Linked DNA regions of Sus scrofa: all the other regions are linked to region 1. Evidence: chromatin contacts called from public Hi-C and HiChIP or PLAC-seq data. All regions are on one chromosome and are shown on one strand. The core of a region is the stretch at or near the end of the contact, and the rest is flanking DNA. Distances in the headings are between cores, read along the strand shown.

Region 1 (4,238 bases), core at 945-3,444:
AACCTAAGGGCTCCACCACGAAGGAAAGAGTGCTTCTGCTGACAACGACTTTGGAACTTGAGTATGTTTTTCTCTTTTTAGTTTAGTGGGGAAATAACTGGGACTTACGCAATGAAATAACTCAGCTGGCCAGTGGCACTCATACCCGGATGCCAGTCTCACACCAGGAAAGCCTCAGAACCACAGCTGGACCACAGCTGGACACTGGCAACGTCTTCCAACCACTGTCTCCCAGAGCAGGAGGATGCCGGCCATGCCGGCCACACCGGCCACACCGGCCAAGGCTGCTGCCCAAGTTTTAGACAGAAACAAAAAATCTTTTCTTTAGGAATGAGATCGGCACTTTTTTGTTCTCTCGTTTGTTTGTGGAAAATTAAATACTGGAGGAGAAAAGGCAGCTTGCTCAGAAAAGGACTCCGAGGAAACGCTAGAGTTTTTAGCCTCTGAGCACTTCTTGCCCAACCCTTTCCCCTCCTCGCCATTACTTTCTACAACATTAACCCAGGTCCACCACTGTCTGCCTTTTTCTAGACACTTTCTCTGCCAAGGGCTTGACTTCACTTTTTGGAAAGTGGTTACAAATAAATGGCACTTGCACCACTAGCTAGAGGTTCTTCCAGCCCAACAGCAGCTGCGGGAAAGAAAACTGCCAGAACTTTGTGAGTAGTACCACGCAACGACAACAAAAACGGCCACTGACCAGGAGAGAAGGTAGGCGGCAAAGTCACCTTCACCCACTTAGAGTATAAGCCCTGGGGACTTACAGCATGGTGACTACAGATGATGGTACTATATTGTATACTTGAACGTTGCTAAAGACACTAGATCTTAAAAGTTTTCGTCCCAAGGGGGAAAAAAATGTAACTATGTGAGGTGGTGGACGTTAACTAGACATTATAGTGATCATTTCCATAACTGTCATACACCTGAAATTAATATATCAATAATATCTCAAAAAAAGCCCCCCCCAAAAACCAAAACTCCAAAATGCCATCCACCGAGCCCTCCCTCGGCGCCAGCCACATCCCAGAGAATGCAGGCCGACGGAGCAAGCCCCAAATATGTCCCAAGCAGAAGCATCTCTCCCAGCAGGGCGGCCACGGCCCGCTGCGGACCCCTTACGGGCATCCTCCGCCCCGCGTTCCGGGCCAGCGCCCAACCGGAAGCCCCGCAGGCGAACTTTCTCCAGTCAGCAGCCGCAAAAACAAGTCGGACTCAAGACTGTCCAATGACCAAGCCTGGCAGCGAAACACCCTTTTGGAGTCCTGGCAGCTTCTCGGGCTCGACTGAGTTTAACGCTGTAGAAGGCGTGAAACCAGAACTGATGCTTTCTTCACCCACCTTGGCTACCCGCCGACCGCTGACTGGCCCCTTCGCTCAGGACTGAGGACGAGATAAAAGAAGGGGCAAATTCTCGCCCCTTCATTCCCCTCCCCCCCTCGCTGTTTTCCTCTCCTCATCTGCAGCCTTGAAGCAAGTTCAAGGCCTCGCCTCAAGATATCTCCGCGCCCCTGACTGCGCAGGCTCGCGCCTCAGGGGGCTATTTTCCGGGGTCGAAGGCTGCGGGGCCGCAAGGCACTCCCGCAGCTTTCCTCCGTTCCCGCGTCTGGCGTCGTGGGGGCACCGCAAGTGCGTCGTGCGTTGCAGCCACTTGCAGCAAAGAGTTACCCAGCCGGGCCGGCGTGCTCGGGCCGACCCTCCCCGCTCCGCCGGTGCCCATGCGACCTCGCTAAGCGTCTTGCCGTGAATTCCCGCCCCACGCGCCCCGCCCCAGCACCCGGACTCCCGCGCTCGCCCAAGTCGGCCGGGCCAGCGGCCCCGAAGTCCCGGAACCCGCCCCCCTCTCTCCAGCGCCGCGCCGGGGGATTCGGCTTCCCCCCGCGAGCCCGAGCGCTGCTCTCTCACCCCCTCCCTCGCTCAGCCCCACTCGGTGGGTGCTCGGTCGGGAACCTCCGGCCCCTCCGGCCCCTCCGCCTCCCAGAAAGTGCCAGTACCGATGCCCTGGATGAAGACGAAGCCGGTGACTATGAGCACTGGGTGCCAGTTAAACTCCAGCGCAGTCCCGTCCCAGCCGAGCCCCTCTCGGTAGTGGAGGACCCAAATGAGGGTGAAGATCACGGACAGGAAGCCGACGAGCAGAGCCGACACCAGCAGCGCCAGGAAACCCCTGTAACCTTCCATGGCCATCAGTGCCCCATACTCCGCACGGTGGCAGCCGCAGGAACTCGACGAAGCGGCGGCCGCTGCAGCCTCTGGGTACTGGCCCCGCGGCGGGACGCGGCGTCGACTTCTTGAAGCTGTCTCCGCCCGGGGGAGGGGCTTTCTCGCGGGCCTGTCGGGGATGCGGGGCCTCGGTGGTGCGCAGCTGGCGGTCGCTCAGAGACCAGCCCCACCCTCGGGATCCCGTAGCCGCCCAGAGCTCTCGCTGCGCCCCTCCTGGCCCAGCATCTGAATTTGCAGAGAGCTGGAGAAACCAATCCAGTTAGTTACGAGCGAGCGTTCGGAGGAGTCCATACCCACCACTTTCTTTTAACTCTTCCCGTGTCGCTTCCTTATTTGAGGGAAGGCTGAGTAAGGCAGTGGTGCGCACTGGCGTTGTGGGTGTGATTTTGACTAGAAGTCTCCTGAGCCTCAGTCCTCGAAGATCGGCTCTGTTTGATGCCAAGGAGGAGCTTGTGGGATAGTGTGGACCTGGCCTTAGCAAGGAAACTACGGTGCCGCTTGTGCTTAAGAAAAGGAAGACAGACACCTCCTGGAGCCTGGACTTGCCCCTGTGTGATAAAAAATGGATCTTATAAGTACCACCTGCTCCAACCTATTTGGCCTAAAGCCCCACCTTGGTGGAGTGAAGCTCACTCACTCCCTGCTCTCTTTCCAACATTAATTTCATCCTTCTTCATTGGACAAGAAATAGCGTTGGAGGTTATCCACTGCTGCTAAAGAAAACGAGGCTCTGGCGATTAGGGATCCTAGAATGCATATGGAAAAGTTCACTTCTAGCCGTCTTCCTACTCATCTCCAAGAACAGTTTCCCATATTGTCGTGTTGCCATTTTTAAAGACCTCGGCATGTGCAGGTGGTATATGGGAGTGATTTTCAAGGGAAAAGACAGGTTTTAGGCAATGAAGTAGGAGTGTCAAGCACTGGTAGTGGGGTAAGATTGAGGTTTAAGAGTAAGAAGCTGTGGACTTCACTGGTGTCATTTTCCCCTCTGTGGTAAAAAAAAAAAGAAAGAAAAAGAAAGGAAGCAAATGGAAAAGAAGGACCCCTCCCAGCAGTATAAAGCTTTCTATGGTCTGACCCTAATGTTCACTGCTTCTCTCCCAGCTTCTGACCACTGCCTACCCATATCTCTGTCTCTATATTTGCCCAACTCCATCTTCACCAAGAAACCTTCCCTGGGTCTGCCTATGCCCCTGTGTTACACTTCCACCCACTTCCCCAACCAGTGCCTTTCTGCACACTTATCAAGATGGGCTATGACCGGAGTTCCTGTCGTGGCTCAGTGGTTAACAAATCCGACTAGGAACCATGAGGTTGCAGGTTTGATCCCTGGCCTTGTTCAGTGGGTTAGGGATCCGGTGTTTCCGTGAGCTGTAGTGTAGGTTGCAGATGCGGCTCAAATCCCGGGTTACTGTGGCTCTGGCATAGGCCGGTGGCTACAGCTCCAATTCAGTCCCTAGCCTGGGAACCTCCATATGCTGCGGGAGCAGCCCAAGAAATGGCCAAAAGACAAAAAAAAAAAAAAAAAAAAAAAAAAAAAAAAAGATGGGCTGTGACCATCTGTTTCTGTGGCTGTCTCCACTCCCCAGACAGCCCCCTTGAGGTTAGGTAGTCCTTGTCATTTTAGACTTCCTTGGCATGTTTGTTGGGAGAAGAATGGGACTGAGTGGGTCAGTCAGGGCTCTGGGCAGGAAACAGGTTACTCCTTCTGATTGGGCAATTTAACAACGAGCAGGGCTATTTACAAAGTTGTGGGCAGGGTGTGAGAAACCACAAGGGCATTGCAGTGCCCCAGCTTGAATAGGAGAGGGTTACTGAAATCTAGAGAGAGAAAGAGACAGAGACACACCCAGAGAGAGGAGTGTGGAGAGGGCAGCCTGACTAGGGCTAGGGCCTTGAGTTGAGGGATACAGCCAGCCTGCAGGGACCCTACAGGGAAGGAAAATGGGAGGCAGCGTGACTGGTCTAGCCTTACTCTCTTCCCTTCCAAATGGCTGAAGCTCGTCTGAAACCCG
Region 2 (4,238 bases), core at 574-3,073, 550 kb before region 1:
AGACATGTCTGGGGTGGGAAGAGAGGAACAGAGGAAAGAGAGAAGGCAAGACTACAGAAATTAGATCTTTTATATTTCACTTTCACGGGGAAAACAAGTTTCAAACTCAGGTCAAAACAGCTACCACTGTGGTGACAGAAAAACTTGGAATTTGGTGTCAAGACACCAAAAGGCAATCCTGATTAAATATCAAGAGGTTAACTTTGTGACTGGAGCCCACAAAGCAGCAGGCTATATGTCCCATGGCGGTGAGCCCCATCTCCCAAAGCTTTCTATCTAGCTCAGCCCTCTTCATCCAGGGGCATTTTGAAACCAAAAGGAAGACTAAGAACTAAATCTGGAAGATTTGAAGGTGGATTACCACCTCACTATTCTGCAGAGAGTGTTCTGTGTGGATGCTGGAGTTTTAATTACACACTTGCTTTTTCTGGGGAAGAAAACCAAAGATGATATTTTTCAAAGTATCAACTTGTTTTCCATTAGGCAGTTGTTGTAACAAGTTCTTTCAGCAAAATGTTATGTCTTTAGAAAGGGGTGCTTCAGATGGTGCGCACTAGCACAATTTTGTGGCTTTTAATTACTATTTTGTTCTTTTGGGGTGTTTCAAAGACTGGCGCCTAGGCGTGATTAAACCGTCTACTGGTCCCGCCGCAACCACAAACACCTCCACCAGGTGGCGCCACAAGGCAGGAACTGCGGAGTTCAGTAAAGTCGAGAGTTCTTCCACTCTGGGCCATGATTCCCAATCACCAGGTAATAGAGATAGAGAGGAGGTCGACACTTGAGACTTAAAAGAGGAAATTGCGATGATAGGGCAAAACATGGTCCTAAAGTGAAAAAATTGTAAAAACAGGGTTAAGTGCGAGAGATAAAACTTTTCTATTTGTTTCTGTAAACGTACCAAGTTTTGTAGCATCGAGATGACTCTCTCACTGAAAAATTATCCCATTTCCTTTTTCGTAAAAACGTGGAATTATAAAGTTAGAATGTACTTTGAAGGCCATCTGGTCAGTTTAGTCTAGCTTTCCTATAGAGGAAATCCTCAGGATCGTTTTATCAGTTGTCAATTAGCCACCAGATACACGTAATTACTCTGAGTCTCTGCATGTCAGAAAAGTACAAGGGAAAACGGTTTCAAATATATCATTAGCAATAACCTTAATAATAAGAGCAACCTTTGAATTTATATAGCTTTTCTCTCAAACGACAAGGAAAATAGTTTAAATAGTATCGAATTAATTGTCCTAATATCTCTGTGGGTCGGTTAGGAAGCAGGTATTATCCGTAGTTTATGGATAATTTAAATCAAATCAATTGGCTGGAGTGCAGAGTGGCTGAAAATAGTAAACACCAGACCCTTTGAGGAAAAGCGGAGCTAGAGCTGGCTGGGCTTTCGACACTGCTTTCCTTTAATTAATGTTGGAAAGCTGACCTCGGACATGAAGGTACGAATCACTGGAATTGGTTGGCACTTGTACGCAGAATGGAATGGGAGACCCCAATTTCCTCTTCCTCTGAGGCGAAATGCCGGTCTCCATCTTCACGCCTTATGACCTCCTGAAGCTGGCCACCCTGACTCCCCACCGCCCCCACTCCACTCCTCGCCCAGTAAGTCATATTCAGCAGCCGCCAGTCTGCACCCAAGACCAAGGCAGCAGCAGCGCCCGCACAGTGACACTGCCCCCCCCCCGTCGGGTGTTCCTGGGCGCCCTTAGATTCGCGGCCCGGCGCTTTCGATTGGCTGTTGCTAGGTGACGTCGCCTGAGCTCACGTGACGAGTGTTAAATGCCCACCCTGCAGGAGCCCGCCCCGCAGACAATCGTAAAGCAGCTCCCGGCAGCTCACCTGCTCCCACCTCCCGGAGCCCTGGCCAGGCCCCGCCACCCCTGCCCCCTCCACTGCCCGCCCCCTGCCCGAGCCCGCGCGGGGCAAAGGACCGAGCGGCCCGAGAGGCGGAGAGAGGATGCGGCCCGCGGCAGCTGTCCAGAGCAGTGCACGGTGATCGCCTCCCCCGGAGGAGGAGTTGCCTAGACCATTGCTACATTTCTTGTTTTCCTCCCCCCTCCCCCACTGTAATTACATTGGCTGCTGGAGGGGACTGCGAGAGACGGAGGAGGCGCCTCACTACCCCCCTCGCGCCCGCCACCCCGGCTCTTTCCCGTCCCGGGCCAGGATGACTGGAGTCTTTGACAGTCTGGTGGCTGATATGCACTCGACCCAGATCACGGCCTCCAGCACGTACCACCAGCACCAGCAGCCCCCGAGCGGCGGCGGCGCTGGCCCCGGCGGCAGCAACGGCAGCAGCCTCCACAAGCCCCAGGAGTCGCCCACCCTCCCGGTGTCCACAGCTACCGACAGCAGCTATTACACCAACCAGCAACACCCAGCGGGCGGCGGAGGCGGCGGTGGGGGCTCACCCTACGCGCACATGGGTTCCTACCAGTACCACGCCAGCGGCCTCAACAACGTCCCTTATTCAGCCAAGAGTGGCTACGACCTGGGCTACACCGCCGCCTACACCTCCTACGCGCCCTACGGGACCAGTTCGTCCCCGGCCAACAACGAACCTGGTATGCGTGGTTGACATCTAGGGTGCAAAGTCGGTCTGGTTACTGGGATGGGTGGGATAAAAATGATTGGGGCAGGGGTCCATCCGGAGCCCTCGCCTTTCACTCTGCCGGCTCCCCGCTCGCCCCTCGCCCTTTACCTCCTCAACTTCCAGTCGGCCGAGGATCACTGGGTATGTCCCTCGGTACTCAGTTTGTGGGACCAGGTCGCCTCGGCGGCCGAATGGGTGCACTGTGCATGCCTCGGTAACCTCATTTCCTTACCACCTGCTGCTCTTTTCTCCCGCTTTTGCTCCCGTCCTCCCTTCCCTGGAGGAGCTAGCTCCCTGGTTTGGTGGCGGCATGGGTCCGCCCATGGCGAAGTTGTGCCTGAGCGCCGCAGAGCGTCCCCAAGAACCCGCCTCCCAGCTTAGGCCAGGTTCCACGCTCCCCTCCTGGCGGGCGGGAACTCCTGGGCTCCCCTGATCGCGCGGTTCTCATGATTCCGCTTCACTGCAGAGAAAGAGGACCTCGAGCCTGAAATCCGGATAGTAAACGGGAAGCCAAAGAAAGTCCGGAAACCTCGAACCATCTACTCCAGTTTCCAGCTGGCAGCTCTTCAGCGGCGTTTCCAAAAGACTCAATACCTGGCACTGCCCGAGCGAGCCGAGCTGGCGGCGTCTCTGGGCCTCACCCAGACTCAGGTGAGGGCTCGCGGCCTGGGAGGCACGAGGAGGGCGCTGGCCGGGGATGGCCGAGAAGCAGGCGGGTTCAAGACTGTGTCTTTAAAATATTTTTAGAAGTGATTTTAAGGATTTCGAGGCCGTGCGTGCCTTGGGCGGCCTAAACTTCTACACCGGAAGCTGAAATCCCCCAGGGGGCCACTTCGTGTGAGAAAAGGAAAGAACGAGGGTGGGCAGAAATCTCGCACCAAGCTGTCTTCCAGCGCACTACTGATTAAGCGGGTAAAACAATTGGCTCTACTGACCCTCTCCCGCTGTCACCACCCCCTCAGGGCACACACATCAGCCGTCTCGGGTTGTTTTGTTTTGTTTTGTTTTTTTGGAGTAGGAACCAACAGAGCCTCCGAGACGACGGCACGTGATCGGCTTACCTGCCTACGGTGGCCCCTCTCACCGGCCGTCTTCCTACGCCTTCTCCCCACCCCTGCCCTAGGCCGAAGTTCTCCCACTAATGCTCAGGTCCCTTTTCCACAAAGGTCAAAATCTGGTTCCAGAATCGCCGATCCAAGTTCAAGAAGATGTGGAAGAGCGGTGAGATCCCTTCGGAGCAGCACCCGGGGGCCAGCGCCTCGCCACCTTGTGCTTCGCCACCGGCCTCGGCACCCGCCTCCTGGGACTTCGGTGCGCCGCAGCGGATGGGAGGCGGCGGCGGCCCGGGCAGCGGTGGCAGCGGCGCGGGTAGCTCCGGCTCCAGCCCGAGCAGCGCGGCCTCGGCTTTCCTGGGCAACTACCCGTGGTACCACCAGGCCTCGAGCTCCGCCACGCACCTGCAGGCCGCGGCGCCGCTGCTGCACCCGACGCAGACCCCGCAGCCGCATCACCACCACCACCATCACCACGGCGGCGGGGGCGCCCCCGTGAGCGCGGGGACGATTTTCTAACCCCCAGAGACCGCGCCAGAGACTGAGAGAGCAGAGACCAGTTATTCTCAAAGCTCGCCCCCAGAGCC
Region 3 (4,238 bases), core at 933-3,432, 550 kb after region 1:
TACAACTGTAATTGAGATAATAACAAATGAAGATATTTTTAAATGTTGAGATTTAACCTAGTACTTTCTCCCTCAAAAAAAAAAAATTTTTTTAATTAGCCTAAACTAGATGATCATGACTATTTTAAAGCACCAACAAAACTCAAATGAAAGAAAAATTATTTTGTCTTTGTAACATTTATGCCCTAGATGAAGACTGGAAACTAAAGTTGTCTCTAGTGCTTCTAAAAACCATATTTATAGATTAATAGCCGATACACCACTGAATATGAGTGAGTGCTGATTTACTGAAGTGCACCTATGTAAAGAAATTCACTTCAACTTTAACACTGAACGAACATAGTCATTAACAGAAGTCACTGAATTAGAATCCTTTTGATGTGTACAGCTTTCTTATAGACTAAAAACTCATCAACACTGCTTTACCTAGTGCATGAATTATAAAAATATCACGAATCCCAGTATTCATGGCCACAATCAGCAACTGTGAGAATCATCTGGTAATACTGGACAACATAGTCCAAAAGCAGAGGAACTCAGAATCAAACCAGAGAATAGAAAAGTACTGCCACCAAGTTTCACTTCACAACTGGGATTTGACCATTCTCCCTCCATTTCCGTCAGCGTGGTACTTGGGGGCTGGCTTAGCTGAAGGGAATTAGAAGGTAATAGTTTATTTATACATTCTCTGTATTTTCTGGGAAAATCATACTCTCCTACCAAGAGTGTGGCTTCAACAGGGATTTTTAGCAGAGTGGAGAGGCAACTAGATGTGATAATCCTGAAGATCAGAAAGGTGACTGATGACAGCCCTATCAAGCAGACTTCTGGTAATTTAGTTTAAGAATGCTGTCTCACCTCAAACATGGGACCTAAGGGAGAACATGGCTGTAGCACCACGGATTGAGCTTTCCTACTTTCAGTGAAAATTAGCCAGGAGCTAATATCTAGTTACACTGAATGGTGCTCCAGATTGGGGCTAGTTTGCTGACAGTCCATCATGTTATCACTCACGCAGGTGTCACGCACACAATCAACATTGCTACTTTTAAAGACACTCAGTTCCACGAGGAAAGGACCACATGCTCTGAACAACCCAGGCTATTCATAGCAGGGACTTAGCTAATGCTTTCAGAGATACTGTTTCCCTGCGTCCTGGGGACTGAGGTTGCTTTCCTTTATTTACCTGATTTTTTTTTTTTTTTTAACGTTCCTCTCCATTTACCTCTTTTACACTGTGGATCTAAACATTCATCACCACCACACCCTGAGCAGACTTAGAAAAAAGAGAACGGAAGTTCCCCTGGGCAGGAAATGTGGAAGAGGAGCGTTGGAAAGGTCAGGAGCGACACAGGACAGAAGAAAGTCCAGTTGAAAATCAAGCAGATTTAAGTACGTCGAACCTGCTTCTAGGCCATTTCGTTTTGTTTGCCTAATTGGCCTTTCCCGACATCCAGACAGCGCCGAGGTAGATTAACACCTGCCGTCGCATCCCCCTCCCCTAGCCTGCGGATTCCAGACTTCCTTTTCACAGAAAAGAAACGCTACCTTCACCATCACCTCTTTTACAGACTTTGCCCCCAAGCCTTCCTTGACTTTGGGAGCTAAGAATGAAGGGGAGAGGGGCAGAGAAGGCTCTCAAAAGGAAAAGGAGCCGAGGTTGCCCTCTTCGCCTGGGCCGCCCCCGGCCAAATCGTAGGCTGCCACCTCTGGCTCCAGCCTCTCCTTCCGGATGCTGGGCCCGGAGAGTCCGGGGTAGGCGGGATGCGAGCGGCCTCTCGAACCGGCCTCGGCCAACGCAGCGCCGGCACTCGCCGCTCCTTCTCGGGGTCCGGCCTGGCTGCCCCAAGAAGAAGCCCGTCGGGGCCTCAGCCTCCCCGTGACCGGGCCCCGCCTCCAGCCCGCCACCCCCGCGCCGCCGTCGATGCTCTTACCCGCAGGACGTGGTAGCCCTCCGTGCCCCCGCCTGGGATCTCGACGCTCTGCGAGGAGCCCATGGCGGCGGGCGATCAGTGTGGCCGGGCCGGGCTTCGCGCAGCTCCCGCCTCCCGCGCACCACCCGCTCCGCTCCTCCGCGTAGCACTTGGGACGTGGCACTCGCTGCCTCGGGAGAGCCGGGCCGCGCTGCCCGCTGGGAGATCGTCGCCTCGGCAGCTGGGGCCGCAGCGACGCCGCCGACAGCGCCACCTGCCGCGAACCACCGGGAGGAGCCTGAGCGTACAGCAGGCGAGGGGAGGGGGGAGCGGGAAGGTGGGGAGGGGCCTTACTCGTGCTCGCGAGAGAGCAGAAATACGGTTCATCCAGCCTTGGCACCTTGCTACGGGTCCCTGGGCTTGACAAGATTCATCTAAGCCGCGTTCCCGCTAGCCTGCAAGAAGAGTTGTTTGATTGTAGCTCCGCCTGGTGGCCAGAGACCAGGAAGGGGCTGCTGTTGAAAAGAACCGGGTGGATGCAAACACTACGAGTTCCCTCTTCTCTGAGTTTAAAGTACTCCTCCCAGGTTGTACGGAGGAGCGTGGTAGGGTATCTTCGTGGGCAGATAGCGCTTCCGCTCACCTCTTTATAAAGGAAAACGCTCCCTTCATAAAGCACTTGTCCTAAAGAGTCATGGAGGACCCGCCGAAGTTCTTTGTTTTTTTTCCCCTAATTATGAGAAAAAGATCGTCACAAACTGAGCGGTGCCCGAGTGGGGAGCACAGTTGGATGCCCTTGGAGTTCCACCGCCTGCTGCTCAGTTCTCCACCCCGCTTCCTTCAGTTAGCCAACTTGTGGTCACAGTTTTCCTACTCGGTTGCTCCTTTTGCCCCTTCCCTTCTAAAACCCCGCAGTTATGGCCATTGCCCACGGGTCAATTTGAGTATCACTTACGGTGGATCAACCAGATATCAGAGCATGTGTATTCTGATGTGAAGCAACATGAAGTACCTGTTATCACCTGTGAAGTACTCTGGTCCAAAATGTTTACCTTGCTCCTTTCACACCTTTAGTTAGATCTTCCAATTTACAGGAAGAGAGGATAGAGGAATAAGTAAAATGATTTCACAAGGAAGCAACCAGGCAAAAATACAGGAAGTGAGCCGTTTTTCATAACAGCTGGCCAGTTCTTTTCATCAAATCGGAATAACAAGAAAGAGTTTATACTGGATTAAAAGAAATAATCAAGAATATAGCCAGGAGGTGCAATGAAAGGCCATGAGTTAGGGGTTGATTTGGAAAAATAAGCTGTAAAGGACAGTTTGGGCTCAATTGGGAAAATGTGAATACTGAGAATTTGAAGGTAAAGCATTAATTGTCCTGGAAAAGTGGAAATTATTGACTGAAAAAAGACCAGGTTATAAGGCAAAATATGTCTGTAAACAATACAGACATATTTTTGTAAACCAAATACACCTTAACGCAGAGTATGTGTATGAAGATGTAGCAAGATATGAACCAAGCATTACTATGGTGACCCCTTGGTAGTGATGGAATTTTTTTTTTTTTTTTTTTTTTTGGTTTGGTTTGTCTTTGCTGGTGCTACATTCTGAAATACTCATGGACTGCTTTTGTAACAATAGAAGAGTATTTAGAATTTTAAAATAAAAAAATCATTTTTCTTTCTCTGCTGTCCATAAACCAATACCAGGTTTTTAGGAGGCCTGGGACATATATAAAGATTCAGATGATATCTCCAGTTATGAGGCTTCTCAAGGACAGGGAATGCAGTGGAGTCAGCTCTGTATTCCTAATACCTAATAGAGTACCTGGCAGTTAATTCAACAAATTAATGAATTTGACGCAAAGGAGTAAGTATAAGAGCTAGATTTGTTGATAAATATTCTTGTTCTGCTTGGCAATTATAATCCTCTTCGTGGTGGTGTTATAAGCTGTTGCTATGTTCAGTGGTCAAAATTTTTGTTTCCCAGACATCTGACAGGAGCCATAGTTTGCAGAACACCAGCTGTGGACCTGAGGTAGTGGATGCGCAACTCCAGCCCCTGCTTAAAGCTGCTGTGTTGCAGCCCTGTGAGTACCTGCATTTCCCATACAGACCATTTACTCTTCTCTTTCTTTCCTTCTTTCTTTCCCTCCTCCTTTTTCTTTCTTTTCTTCCTTTCCCCTTCCTTCCTTCCTCCCTCCCCCTCTCTCTCTTTCTTTTTTTTTTTTTTGCTTTATAAGGCCACAATCACAGCATATGGAGGTTCCCAGGCTGGGGTCCAATTGGAGCTGCAGCTGCCAGTCTACACCAGAGCCACAGC

The links. A called contact is a pair of places that touch in the nucleus more often than the background predicts. HiChIP or PLAC-seq counts read pairs in DNA pulled down with a chosen protein or histone mark.
Region 2: a contact with region 1 is called in an H3K27ac HiChIP or PLAC-seq map of alveolar macrophages. The contact joins the promoter of DLX2 here to the promoter of CYBRD1 in region 1. A contact is called at or near these places in 1 of 5 promoter capture datasets (fetal skeletal muscle) and 1 of 2 datasets of contacts at active chromatin or transcription factors (alveolar macrophages).
Region 3: a contact with region 1 is called in a Hi-C map of skeletal muscle, with 6 times the contacts expected there. The contact joins the promoter of GORASP2 here to the promoter of CYBRD1 in region 1. A contact is called at or near these places in 1 of 5 promoter capture datasets (fetal liver), 2 of 47 Hi-C or Micro-C datasets (heart right ventricle and skeletal muscle) and 1 of 2 datasets of contacts at active chromatin or transcription factors (alveolar macrophages).

What each region holds. Positions count from the first base shown.
Region 1 is chr15:77,647,250-77,651,487 of Sscrofa11.1, reverse strand. It overlaps CYBRD1 (cytochrome b reductase 1), which reads right to left and starts at 2,194. Exons shown (of 4, transcript NM_001128452.1): 1 at 1,995-2,194. The coding sequence starts at 2,187.
Region 2 is chr15:78,201,849-78,206,086 of Sscrofa11.1, reverse strand. It overlaps DLX2 (homeobox protein DLX-2), which reads left to right and starts at 1,823. Exons shown (of 3, transcript XM_003133477.4): 1 at 1,823-2,570; 2 at 3,066-3,250; 3 at 3,766-4,238. The coding sequence starts at 2,174. The coding sequence ends at 4,170.
Region 3 is chr15:77,097,252-77,101,489 of Sscrofa11.1, reverse strand. GORASP2 (Golgi reassembly-stacking protein 2) reads right to left here and starts at 2,182. Exons shown (of 11, transcript XM_021074828.1): 1 at 1,935-2,182. The coding sequence starts at 1,997. It overlaps LOC110256942 (a long non-coding RNA gene), which reads right to left and starts at 2,315. Exons shown (of 1, transcript XR_002339024.1): 1 at 1,932-2,315.